Regions from separate parts of the Mus musculus genome. Here region 1 is linked to region 2. A link is a contact called in public promoter capture Hi-C data. All regions are on one chromosome and are shown on one strand. The core of a region is the stretch at or near the end of the contact, and the rest is flanking DNA. Distances in the headings are between cores, read along the strand shown. Region 1 holds the start of Capn8 (calpain 8). Region 2 holds the start of Sccpdh (saccharopine dehydrogenase (putative)).

What was found. Promoter capture Hi-C pulls out the DNA fragments that hold promoters and counts their contacts.
Region 1: a promoter capture Hi-C map of liver shows a contact between it and region 2, with 2.2 times the contacts expected there. The contact joins the promoter of Capn8 here to the promoter of Sccpdh in region 2.

The regions. Positions count from the first base shown.
Region 1 is chr1:182,562,219-182,569,317 of GRCm38.p6, reverse strand. It overlaps Capn8 (calpain 8), which reads right to left and starts at 4,311. Exons shown (of 21, transcript NM_130890.2): 1 at 4,021-4,311. The coding sequence starts at 4,257. Gm46248 (a long non-coding RNA gene) reads right to left here. Exons shown (of 4, transcript XR_001779884.1): 3 at 5,265-5,394; 4 at 4,837-5,170.
Region 2 is chr1:179,666,564-179,673,184 of GRCm38.p6, reverse strand. It overlaps Sccpdh (saccharopine dehydrogenase (putative)), which reads right to left and starts at 4,954. Exons shown (of 12, transcript NM_178653.3): 1 at 4,640-4,954; 2 at 2,490-2,602. The coding sequence starts at 4,829.

The sequences.
Region 1 (7,099 bases), core at 3,062-5,561, 2.9 Mb before region 2:
ACACACAAAACACATCACAACACACATACAACACATACCACAACACACAGCACATACCACAACACGCACATACACATATGCATACTATACACAGAACACACACATACATACACACCACATACAGTACATACATATAACACACACCACAACATACATAATACATAGCACAACACACACTACCTACCACAGCACACACACATATACTTACACACACCACACACAGCATGCTCATACACACCACACCACACACATACCACACTCATTCATACACAGCACACACACACAACACATACACAACACACACACACACACACACACACACACACACTCCATTAAATATAAAAGCCATAGCTACAGTGCTGCTCTCAGGTGCTCATGAGCTCCCATCCTCTGGACCATTATTTCCTGACAACTAAAAGGTGGGGGAGTTTGAAAAGGCTAGCTAAAAAGTAGCAGATTGGAAAATTTTTTAATTTAAATGTCGCTTGTATAAAGAAGGAAGTAACTTCGAGACAGAAGGAAGAAAGCACATTGAATGGGGTTTTGAACGAGTCTCCTTCCTTAAACAATTCTGTTTTTTAAAAATCCCCCCCTACTGTTATTCTGCTAAATGGACATAGTACCAAACTGCTCTAAATGTGTATGTCTGTACCACCAATCTTACAGCAAGTGGTGGTTCAGAATGCAGAAACTGAGTGTCACTCAAGTGCTCAGCCACAAATGGAACAACCGTGTCCCACGTCCTCCCCTCAAGACTCTGGGGCCATCTCAGAAGAGGGGTCAGAGGACTGTATGAGCCAGAGGTTGGGATGAACAGAGCAAAGCAATGTCTTCTAGACAGGGTCAGACCCTCAGGGACTCATGAAGTAGGGACAGGGTGGGAAGGTGGAGGGGTGGGGTCTGGAAGAAGTTGGAAGGGTTGGGGTGAATATGATCAACAGCCATTCAAGCATATCTAAAAATCTTTAATAATTAATAAAAATATTTTAATTCATTCATCCATCAGTCCCATGAAATCTACCTTCTTCACAACTCCTTAAAACTGATCTCCTATGTCACCAGTAGCCCCAGACTGAGCATCTTCTAACCCATCTCACTGGGGGCTCCTTAACATTTGCTGCCGTTGGCTTGCTCTCCCTCAAAAAGCCTTCCTCTGTGGTGTGTGTCTTCTTAGCTCTTGAGTTTCATGTCTCTCAATACGCTGTCTCGGTCTCCCCTGCAGACTCATGTTTTCTCACTCTAGGAACCCAGGGACCCTGGGCTTGGTCCTCAACCTCTGTTCTGGTTCCATTTCATACATCATTTCACGTCCCTTGTATCCTCATGAGCAAGGTATTGGGGAAATCAATCAAACTCAACTAATAACCATAGATGATGCTGTTGCTTCCAAAGTGGCTCTCTGCCCTGTCTGCTCAATTCCATCACACCGTTCACGTGACAGAAGCTAAAGACACTCATATTCAATGTCTACTAAGCTCTGCTACAATCTTAGGTTTGAGTAAGAAGAGAGAATGCTGGCAAAACCATTCAGGAAAAAAAAAAAAGCCATGACCCGGATGTTACATGGACCCTACAAGAGTCACAGAAAGTCCCCAGTCCCACAACCCACAGGGAGATAAGACCTGGTCCACTGAATGCTTCTAGGCTTCGCCTGTTGCCCACCATGTCTTATCTGCTCTAAGGACCCTGGACCACTGCCCTCTCTGAACATCTTGCTTGCACGCCCTTCCATAGCCCAGCACCTTCGCTCTCACCCATGCCCTCTTTCTCCACCAATTCTGACTCAGCTCTCTTCCCTAATTTTCCTGTCTAATTGCACAGTGGAGCTTCAGTGATTCCTCGCTGAGCTCCCGTGCATTTTATCCATTTAATGGGTACTCTCTGGACATTCTGTCATGGAATGCCAGCTAGAGACAACTCGTTTTCTTAGGTTATACATATTCTTTCATCCAGACTCACTTGGAGCCCAAGGAAGTGGGTAAGACTGCGATTCTCACTTCATGGATGAGGAAACCGGTTCTCAGAGAGAGTTGGTAACCTACCCGCAGTCACTCGGCTAGTGGATGATAGATGAGGGACCAGAACCCTGACCACTGTGAAACATCCAAGCCCACGTTCTTCTCCACCACAGTATCACTCAGCGTCTGCCTATTCTTTGTCCCCTCCTTAACTAGCTAAAGCTCCCCAAGACACCTCCCTGCACAGGAGAATCATGGCTGAATTGGAAACCCTAAGGCTACTAATCCAAGAGGTAGCAGTTAGAGAAAGAATGGATGCTCCAAACTGAGCCTACTGCATTCCATTCAGTAACTTTCCAACAATTCGACCCCTCCATGTGTCTCTTAACCGGGGTCCTTATTATGTGCTTGGTGTGGCTTCGCTCTTGACTAAGTATTTCTCCTTAAGATCAATATGCTGCTCAATTGCCAAGTCGAGGGAAAGGATACTTCTGGCAGAAGAAAAAAAATATTGACCAGGCTGCGCTAAGTCCATTTACACGGGGCATTACATACATCACAGGAGCTTGGGATAGATGCTGAGCCCACACGGTGAGACAAGGAGCTAAGAGCACTGGAGATCAGCGCAACCAGCTGCTGTCTCTGGGGTAGAGTTGCCGCATTTCACCCATGTAAACAGAAAAACCCTAAGGGATTTCAACCTCCCAACAGAGCGTTCATCTTGAGAATCCAAGTGTGATCTGGCAACCTTCACGTAGACAAATGTGTCTTCCGTTCCTTGAGACAAGAGCCTAGGTAGACCTTCTACTTAGAAGCATAAGAACAAGCAGAAGCAGTCATACTCCCCCCGGGTGTAGATCCAAAAGAATCACAGTCAGCTACAATAGTGACACTTGTGCACCCATGTTTATTGTAGCTCTACTGACAATAGCCATGGTATGGAGTCAACCGGGTACCTATCCACAGATGAATAAATAAAAAAATATATAGTTATGTGGGGCTATATGTGTGTGTGCAGTATTGTTCACTATAAAGAAGAAAATCATGTCATTTATAGGAAAATGGACAGAAGCAAAAAAAAAAAATCACCATTTTACCTGAAGTGAACCCAATTCACAGAGATAAATATCACATATTTTCTCTTGTATGTGTGTAAAAATAAAGGGCTATCAGGATGCAGAAGAGCAAATGAAGCAAACACCTTAATGTCCAGGATTATTAGATGCAATATATATATATACACACACACACACACACACACACACACATATATATATATATATATATATATATATACACATATATGCTCCCAAAGTAAAGAAAGGGTTATCCTCAAAAGTGCAAAGTCAAACAAAAAAGCAAGCAGAACCATTGAGAAATGAGCAAAGGTTTTAAACAGTTGTCCCTCTAGAGGATGCACCCATGATATAGAAAGCACAGCATCCATTATCATCAGGGACATGTACATCAAGACCACAGTGTGACCACACCCACCAACTTTAGGATGGCCTCCACCTCTCTCTTCTCTCCAGCCTTGGTGGAACCTTCTATGACCTTCAGTAACCCATGTCCCTCAGCAGCGATGCTATCACAGTTTGCCCCTAGCTGACTGTGTCTAACCTTGGTTTGTTCCCCTGTGTGCTGGCCCGGGGGCACTGTGCAGTGCTAAGTACCCTGTGTTCTGTGTCTCTTACACGCAGGACAATTACACCCTGAGATTTATTTCTCATTCTCCTAACCACACTGAAATACAATGGTTCCAGCCGCACTATTTTTAGGGTGGAAAAACTGAAGCTCAGAGAGCTGTCGCTCAAGGCCACATCAGCAGAGCCAAGGCCACATCAGCAGAGCCACTCATGAGGTCTGACTTGTCCAGCTCTAAAGCTTGTGTGTGTTCTTCCTTAGAAATAATGTTAGGAAGTAAGGCGGATATCAGAACTATAGGATCTGAAAACAGAACCCTGCACTGTTACTTACTTCAACTCTTGACCTGATGTGACAACTCTGTACCCTGTGTGACACTCAATTGTGCCTTGCCATGGTCACTTCCCTATTGCCTTACCGTGGGTCGCTTCCATATGATGCCTTGAGTTTCTGCAGAGCCTGGTCCAAGATCCCTGTAGCCCAAAGCTGACGGACATGCCGGGAATTCCGGGTCTTTAAATAGGACCCCTGAGTTCAAGCATTGCTTTCTCAGGGTCTCGAAGTCCTGGCCCAGATACTTCACAGCATTCTGGTTAGAGCCAAGGCCCTGAGCAGCTGCACGTTGCTTGGATATTCCAGCTGCCAGGGCTGCCATGGCCTGCCTGTGCGTCCTGTAGGTGACAGGAAAGCAGGGCTTCTGTGTCCTCTCAGACATCTGCCCTATGGGGATGCTGCCCTTTAAGGCAGCTCCCAAGGAGGTGTGGCCTGTAAACTTTGCACCTGAGGGAGGCCCTGTTCCAAAGGGACATGAGTCATAAACAGAGTCAAATATGTATCCAAGGTGCAGGCAACTCTGCCCCACCTTCTCCTGCTGTTCACTATTTGGACACCACAATGGAGGCTATCAGGAGTCTCCAAGTTGGATAGGCTGGGGTGATTTCTCCTCCAGAGACTCTGTAAGGAGAGGCCCTGCTCATGCCTTGGTTTTAGTCCAGTGGAAATGACTTAGGTCTGTGGGTGCCCAGAACAGAAAGAGACTAACCCTCTGCTCTTTCATTTTTACCGAGCATGGTGCCTTGCCTGCATGTACACCTGTGCACTACATAAGTGATCTGTCCTTGGAGGCCAGAAGAGGGCACCAGAGTCCCCAGAACTGGAGTTCCAGACAACTGTTAGCTTCCATGTGGGTGTTAGGAGTCCAACGCAGATCTTTGCAAGAACAGCCAGTGCTCTCTCAAACCCTAAGCCATTGCTCCATCTCCAACTTCTGCTCTTTTCAGTCACTTGTGTTCGTTTGTTACAGAAGACACAGGCAGCCAGTACAGTGTGACAAGAATTCTCTGAACTACTTACCCACAACACAGTCTCCCTAGTAACCTGCATTAATCGCCACCATCTCAAAGAGTGTTCTGGGGGCTGGCTGTAAGATGCCTCAGTGGATACGAGGGCTTGCCGCACAAGCAGGACAATCTACATTCAGAGGTAGAGACCAGAGAATAAGGAGTCTGAGGTCACTGTGGGCTAAATGGTGAGTTCAAATCCAACCTGGGTTACGTGAGACCCTGTCTCTAAAATGAAATAAAACAGAATATAAAATAATCATGATTCAGCAGTTCTGAGCTAAGTCTCTAGGACCCATATCAGAGTCTTTAGACCATTCACCTGCAGATGATTCTAAAGCGGGTTCACACTGGTCTCTGAACCAGACAGCCTCTGAGGCTGCCGGTCTTCCCGCTGAGGGTCATCCACGTGTTCAGCCCTGAGCTTGGTGCTTCTGAGAGAGCATGTTTACCTGCCAGACATGAAACAGACAAAAGCAGGGTTTCCCGTGATTCACCAGAAATACAAGGTCAGCATGACCTTCCAGGACAGGAGGCAGTTATACGAAAGCTTTGGCTCCTCCGTGCCTCAGGAGCCCCCATTACTCCCTCAACGCCTCTATTTGCGTTAACACTCGCTCAGTGTTGGGCTCACTGAGGGTTCACAGCTAAGTTTCCACCCTGCACAAGGCTGACCTACCCTTCCTCTAAACCAGAACCCCAGCTCCACCCCATCCCCTGACGTTGCCTGGAACACTGAAGATCCTAGAAGCCTTGAAGCCCTAATTTGGGTGGAGGAGGCATTTTTATTCCTGACCCTATTGCCTAGTTAACTGAGATTCGTGCTGAGTCACAGGAACCAGTGGTTGCTCTGAACACAGTTTTCTGGCCATCCCCAGCAAGCTAAGAGGAACGCCGGGCTTCTGCGTGGCTAGTGGGAGCCGGAGCACACCCGTCCTGCTGACTTTGCCACCTGTTCCCGTGTCTCTCCTTCCTCCATGGAGCATTGATTTCTGTTTAGGGGATGTCGTGTTTGTCCCACTTCAGGGCTTTGCAGGCGCTGTTCCTGCCAAACTGCAATACTCTTCTGCTCTGCTCTCTGATCATCCTTCAGACCTGTGCCCCGGAAGTTTTTCCCCAAGGCCACCCCTCAAATTTAGCCCCTCCCTCCTTTCACACTATCAGATGAGTACGCAAAGCCTCGCCCAGCACGGACTCCTGTCCTCAGTGAGTTAAAGCCTCTCGGCCCCATCAGGCTTTGTGTCCCACAAGGACACTTATCGGGACCAGTTTTATTTGCCACTCAGTCCCCGGCTCCTAGGACTCTCCCAGAAACACAGTAAATATTTGTTATATGAAGAAACAACCGCATATCTAGATTTCCAGTAGATAGATTTCCAGTAGATAAATAGATAGACCCAGGATGTTACAGACCTGGTAGCCCCAGACAGGGTCACTGGTTAGTTAATAAAGAACTCATGGGAGCGTTTGTTTTTCCTCTGTGTTTCTTCCCTATGCTTCCCTGAAGCACCGCCCCCCTCTCAGACTGACAAAAAAAAAAAAAAAAAAAAAAAGAGCAAGCCCTTCCTCTTCCAAGCACAGAAGCTGCACAGCTGGTAATTCTACTTCCCCACGAGGGAGCTCCTCTGGGGTTAGCCATCTATCCTTCCTTCCCACCACCCCCCCCACCCCTTCCTAAATTGCCTCATTCCCGATCCAGATGCTATACCAAGAAGCCCTTCCTCATCAGGCAGGCAGGTCTGAGCCGCTGCAAATAGAGCCCTCATTTGCCCAGTCACGAAAAAAAAAAAAAAAAAAAAAAAAGGTAAATGGTTCAGGGAGGCCCGGCACAGCAGCCCCTCTCGAGCCGACATGTCTACCTGTTATCCAGCCAGGCACCAAAGAGGAAGCAACCTGTACCCACAGTCTCTGTCCATCTGGACAGATGTCTTCCCAACTTTAAACCTGAGACAGCTGCAAGAGCCAGAGACAGCTCCCTGCCAGGAAGCCTCGGGATCCATTACAGAGGCAAGGAGTCTGTGCAGACACCTGCCTGGCAGCTCCTACTTAATAAAAGCACCTCTTGGCAAATAGCCGGCCCCTGAGCCTCACCCACAGGCAAACCCTCCTTGGCTACAGGGAGCCAGGCAGTAGTGTCCCCTCAGCAAGAAAGATAGA
Region 2 (6,621 bases), core at 3,705-6,204:
TTCTAGTTTCACAGGAAAAACTGGCTCATCCCTATAACCTCCTGTCAGGAGAGACTGCAAGTCTGAGGCTAGGCTGGGCAGCAAGCAATATCCTTTCAAAGAAAAAGGGAAGGGAGAAAGAAAGGGAGGGAGGGAGGGAGAAAGGCACGGAGGGGAATGAAAGGGAGGAAGGGGGAGAGGAAGGGAGGAAGAGAGGGGAGAGGGAGGGAGGGAGAGAGAGAGGGAAAGTAATCAGGTAGAGTGAGGGAGTGAGCCAGAGTGCAAAGGGAAAGGCTGTGAAACCTCTGCTTCAGAGTAGACTAGAACCCCCAAGGGGAAACAGGTCTGGGGTGCACGCAGACCCAGCACAGTGCTTCTAACTGTGTAATCTGATGTAAGGCCAGCTGGCGCAGGCAGGCTCACATTCAGTGACAGCCTGGAACAGGGTTGGATTTTTCTAGAATATTGAGCAAGGAAGGACTAAGTCTTACAGTGATTATAACAAGATAGAAACTTGCTTGAATCTCAGCCTGATCGATATCAGAGCTAGCTAACAATGAGAATACAGAGGTTAACATTTTAGATGTTTAGTTCTCCAACATATTGCCAATTATGATGGCTTTTTCGGATCAGTAAATAGAATCAACAGTCAGTCATCTTGCTACAGGTCAAAGTTTGGAAGGGGCCTTTCATACCCAATATCCAATATAAGGGCAAGGGCTGTTTCCTTTTAAAACACTAAACTACACTTTGAGCGCAACCATTTTTTTTTTAAGACAGGGTCTTGTTAGCTTGAGAAGAGGCAGCTCTGGCCTCCAAGGCTCTGGACTGCTAGCGGGAGCTGCCACATCCAGATGACCCCACCACTTTAACCACCTCCACTACAGCCTTAATGTGTGTCTGGTCTGGGCCATCCTGCTAATAGCATATTAGCTACTTTTCATCTCAGAAGCTGAATAACTTAGAGATGAAAGCAGATCTCCAAAGTCACTTGATTACATTTAAAAGAAACCCAGATCTTAACCCCAGCCTGTAAGACTCCACGCACTCTACCTCCTGAATATTTCACCATCCCTCCTATCTCTGCCAGGCTACCAGCCTCAGCCTCACTATCTTCTCCATCTTCAGTCTCGCCAAGCACAGTCTCACCTAGAACCTTTGCACCTACTCTCCACAGAACAGTTTCAACAATCATACAGTTTACTCTCTCCCTTTATTCTGACCTCTGTTCAATGTCAATTCCTTAGAAATACTTTGAGAGAGTATGAGAGCTGGTGGAACATTCCCTTAATCCCAGCACTCAGGAGGCAGAGGCAGGTGGATCTCTGAGTTCAAGACCAGCCTGGTCTGTAGAGGGAGTTTTGAACAGCCAGAGCTACATGGAGAGGAGAGAGGGAGAGGTAGAGGTAGAGGTAGAGGTAGAGGTAGAGGTAGAGGTAGAGGGAGAGGGAGAGGGAGAGGGAGAGGGAGAGGGAGAGGGAGAGGGAGAGGGAGAGGGAGAGGGAGAGGAGAGAGGGAGAGGGAGAGGGAGAGGGAGAGGAGAGAGGGAGAGGGGAGAGAAGAGAGGGAGAAGGGAGAGAGGAGAGAGGGGAGAGGGGAGAGGGGAGAGGGGAGAGGGGAGAGGGGAGAGGGGAGAGGGGAGAGGGGAGAGGGGAGAGGGGAGAGGGGAGAGGGGAGAGGGGAGAGGGGAGAGGGGAGAGAGAGGAGAGGGAAGAGGAAAGAGGGGAGAGAGGAGAGAGGAGAGAGAAGAGAGAGGAGAGGGAAGAGGAAAGAGGGGAGAGAGAGAGACTGGTATGCAAATACCTATATCTGTTCTGCTTCATGTATTTAACTTATTATATTTCTATATACCCCACAAAAATGTAAACTCCATACATAATTTTCTGTTTATGATTGTCCCACTTGCCCAGAATAATGCACTTTACAATAAATGAATAAATAAGTTTGCTTTTAGCTTCTACCTCTTCTATCCTTTAAAATATCTACATAATGATACAAGAGTAAAGCAAAGAAGCTGGGACTGTAAATGCAAACGTTTAAAAATGTCAAATGACATGTATTTACTGTGTATGGGAGTGTACACACACACATGCATGCATGTACCCATGCTAAGGTGCAAGGGTACAGATCACAGGACACCTTTTGGGGACCAGTTCTCCCCTTCCACTGTATGGGTCTGAGAGACTGAACAAAACTTGTCGGGTTGCAGGGCAAATGCCTTTACCCACTGAACCATCTTTCTAGCTCATCAAACTTTTATTTTATTTTTACATTAGAGAGGGGGACACAGGGTAAGGGGTGCCAATCAGCACATTCTCTGAATAGGGTCTCAAAGACCTGTCACTACTTTGGAAGACTATCATATCAATGGAAAGACTTCCCTGTGGAGGGAAGGCCTTCAATCTGCCATCTGCCCTCCACCCGTGTGTCCCTCTGGACTGTAAAATACCAGATTTTGTTAGGAATGAATGGACTGTTTGTTCTGATACAAAGAAAGGCCGACTACTTACCGGTCCTACGCAGTTGAGGACAAGCTTTGCCTGTTTAGCCATTTCATCAAGTGAGGCTGGATTACTGATATCACAGATTATGACTCCAACTTCAGATGATAGTGATGGTCTTCCTAACGTTAAAAAACAGAATCACGTCATTCAAGTCCAAGTCAACGTGAGACCTCCTAGATCACCTGCCTATAGTGGTCAGTGATGGCAACCTTACACTGAAGACTTTCAACCATGAAACCTTTATAATCTGTTAATATGCTGAGTAGATGCCTGTTCTGACTTCCTTTCCATCAAGATGTCTCTATTACAAAAACAGCTCCTAAACAACTATATCTGACCCAATTATAGAGAGGAGGCCGAGGCCGTCAGCACTCGGCACCATGAGAATTAAAGAGGACTTGGAGGCCAATGCACTTTTTAGTAGTTTTAAAGAATTATTTTACTAAATTGTGTGTGTGCACATACGCACGTCAGTGCAGGTGCCCAAGGAGACCAGAGGTAGCAGATATTCCCTCAAGCTGGAGTTCCATGGGGCTGTCAGTCACCCAATGCAGCTGCTGGGATCCTCAGCAAGAGCAGTACATGTTCTAACTGCTGGGACACCTCGCCAGACCCGTGATTTCATTTTTAAGTAGTCCAGCCTATATAAAATCATCCAAGCTTATAAGGAAATAACTGGAACTAATTGACCCAATAGAGCCATGCAAGTCTCCACTGATTAAGGCACTCTCTGCAAAGCTGCCTAATTTGGGCAATGTAGATGGTAAGGAATTAGGTTATAATTATACAGCAGTGGTTCTCTGCCTTCCTAGTGCTGTGACCCTTTAATCCAGTTCCTCATGTTGTAGTGACCCCAACCATAAAAATTATTTTCGTTACTAATGTATAGCTGTAATTTTGTTACTGTTGTCAATCATAATCTAAGCATCTGTGTTTTCCGATGATCTTAGACAACCCCTATGAAACAGTCATTCGACCTTCAAGGGGTCTGCAATCCACAGGTCTCTGAGAACCACTGCTATACTCTCACTGAGGGAAAATAAAAGGAACAATGTATTTTAATAATGGCCTGTTTTCCAGAAAACAATAAATGTCCAAAACTTCTCTGTCAAGGTTCTGTGTGTTAGCAATGGCAGCACAAAACAAAAGGCTGTGTTCCCTTGCCCTGACAAGGCTCAGTGTGGAACCATAAAACTGAATAGAAAGAATGAAGAACAAGTATGACTTGTCCTGGGTGGAGATTTAGTTGCCAAACTCCAAGGCTATGGGGTTCTAAGTCGGGTGCTTCCCCAAAGCAAAAAGGTTGGGTGTGTGTGTGTGTGTGTGTGTGTACACGCAAGAGCACCCACGTGTCCCTCCTCACTCCCATGTGTGCATCACAACACTTAGGACAAGGCCTAGCATGGAAAATACTACTCAATCAACATGTTGACTAGAAGCTGAAAGAATAAGTAAACATCCAAAACTTAAAAAGAAAAAAAAAATTCCCACATTTTTATTAAGAATAAGACGACTGGAGTGGAGGGTGGGGGTGCGAAGAGGCAAGGGCATCAGTATGTCCAGGTCAGCCCACACTGCCTCAAGCAATTAAAGTGAGAACTGCAGGCGGATTTCGACAAGCAAAAACACAAACTGAAAACCAGAAAAACACACACACACAAAAAAGCAAGCAGCTAGCGGGGTAACTCAGAAGCACGGTGTATATGCTTACCACGTTCAGAAGTGCTGAGCTAAATCCGTATCACCAAGCCACAAAAATAGGTGCACTATAATATTGCTAGTACAACTCAGCTTTCTTAATTGTCCCCAAGAGACAAACTACAATGGACCTCCAAGAAATCCGTGTCTTATTTCCCTTTCCCACAAGTACAAGAACCCTTCAAACCCATCAGAACAACAGAGATGGACAGAGGAGCCACTGAAGTTCTGAACTCTCTCTCGACAGTGGAGATCCCCAAATTGGGAGGGAGAGAAAAGCCTTTTCTTCTTTTTTTCCTTTAATTTAGGAGCGGAACAAGGCCCGGCCCGGCTCGGCCAGGCGAGGCGTCCGGTCCTCCCGCAGGGCTCGATGCAGGCGCACGCTAGGGAGACGCCCCTCGGCGACCTGCGCCCAGCCCGGCCCGGCCCTGCCCACCCCGGCGACCCCGCCGTGTTACCCAGTTTCTGGGCAGCCTTCTCCAGCACTTGCTGCAGCTTCTCCTTGGAGCGACCCGCCACGGCCCAGGGCAGGCGGGAGCTCTGCTCCGAGGCTATCTGCTCCCGGGCCACCTCCTCCGTCACGAACTGGCCGGTGAAGCCAGAGGCGCCGAACACCACCAGGTGGAAAGGCCTCTGCTCCGTCGCCATGACGAGTCCACAGCGAGCTGCAGCCCGGGGCGGGCTGAGTCCACCGCGCCTGCGCCTCAGGCCGGGACCCCAGTACCGGGCGCAGCAACCGCCGCTGTCCTGGCCGCCGTCGGCGCGGCTACAGCGCCCGGCTCCCTTCGGCCCACGCGCGGGCCACGCCCACAGCCACGCCCACGCCTCCTCGCGACCAAGCTGCTGCGCCGCATCCCGGGCCACCGGCCGGTGCCGCGCCGCCACATCCGGCTCGGGCTGCACGTCCGCTTCGGTGGCTGACAGGAGCGGCCGACGGCCCATTGCTGCCCGCCGCCCGGCTACCCGCATCAATCTGGCCACCCGAATCATCGCGTCCTCTTGGTTCCCCTGAAGCAGAACCAGGGCGGGCCGGTTCTTCCCGCTTCTCTGGGGGGATTGCGAAAAGAGACGGCCGGGGGGTCGCCCACGCCGAGAACTGGAGCTTGGAAGTCGGTGGCGGAGGAGAAGCTTATTAGCAATAAGGAACGCTGGTGACCCGAGCTGAGAGCATTGGACTGACTGTCTGTCATCCAGCCTTTCTGATGGTGTCAGAGACCATTGCTTTGGGCTAGGCTTCCTTTAAAAAAATTTTTTAAATTATTTTTAAGTTTGTTTATGCGTCTGTATGTCTTGTCTGTGCACACGCCCGTGCCACAGGAGCCAGGGGACAACTAGTCTAGGGATCAAATGTCAGGATCAGCAGTAAGCACTTGTGCCTACTGAGCTATTCTCGGAGCTGCTACAGACCAAACCTAATCGTGTTCGTTGAGACTTATTGTAGAAAGCAGAATGTCCATGGGGGTGGGTACAGCAGCTAGGCCAGGGTATTTAGATGACCACTATCCCATGAAGCCTCTCATTTGCCTTAGTGATTTTTTTTTTTTTTTTCTGTAAATATCACTTGACTTGAATTCCGTTCTGGATTTCTTAGACCCAGCTCTGGTTTTCAGGGCTGCCCAAATTGCTGATTATTGTTGAGCGTTGTTTGTTTGTTTGTTTTCCTTTGTCTTAAGCTTGCTTAAAGTTTTGTTGTTGCTTTTGTTTCCAGACAGCTTCTCTGTGGCCTCAGAATCTGGGTCCTCCAGTGTCAGTCTCCTGAGTCTTTGAATTACAAGCCTTCCACCCCACTTCCCACCCCACTCCTTTTCTTTTGTTTTTTTGAGACAGTGTTTCTCTTTGTTAACTCTGGTGGCTGTCCTGGGACTCTCTTGGTAGACTAGGCCAGCCTCCAGCTCAGATCCACCAGCCTCTGCCTCCTGAGCACTGGACCAGCTTCCCCTGCTGTTTTTTGTTGTTGTTGTTTTGTTTTGTTTTGTTTTTAATGCTCTAGTTGGTTTTCTCTCACGATCAAGAAATTCTTGGGGAATGAAGAGATGGCTCCACAGTTAAGCACACTAGATGCTCTTCCAGAGAACTCAGGTTCGATTCCTAGCACCCACAAGGCAACTTACAGCCTTCTGTAACTCCAGTTCCAGGGGATCTGGTACTCTCTTCTGGCTTCCTCTGGTACCGGGTACTTACATGATGCACAGAAGTACACACAGGCAAAACACACACACACAAAACCAAACAAAAAGAAAATATCTGATAAATTAACTTGCAAAGAAGAAGAAGTTTGCTTAGGTTTGCAGTTTGTGTATTTTCAGTCTTTAGTCAGATGTGCCTGTTGCTTTGGGTCTCTGGGCCTCTGGTAGTCTTTCTGGATGCCGGTGACTGGACTTCAAGGCAGAGAAAATTACTCTTATGTGCATTGGTGTGAGAGGATCAGGTGCTGGAGTTA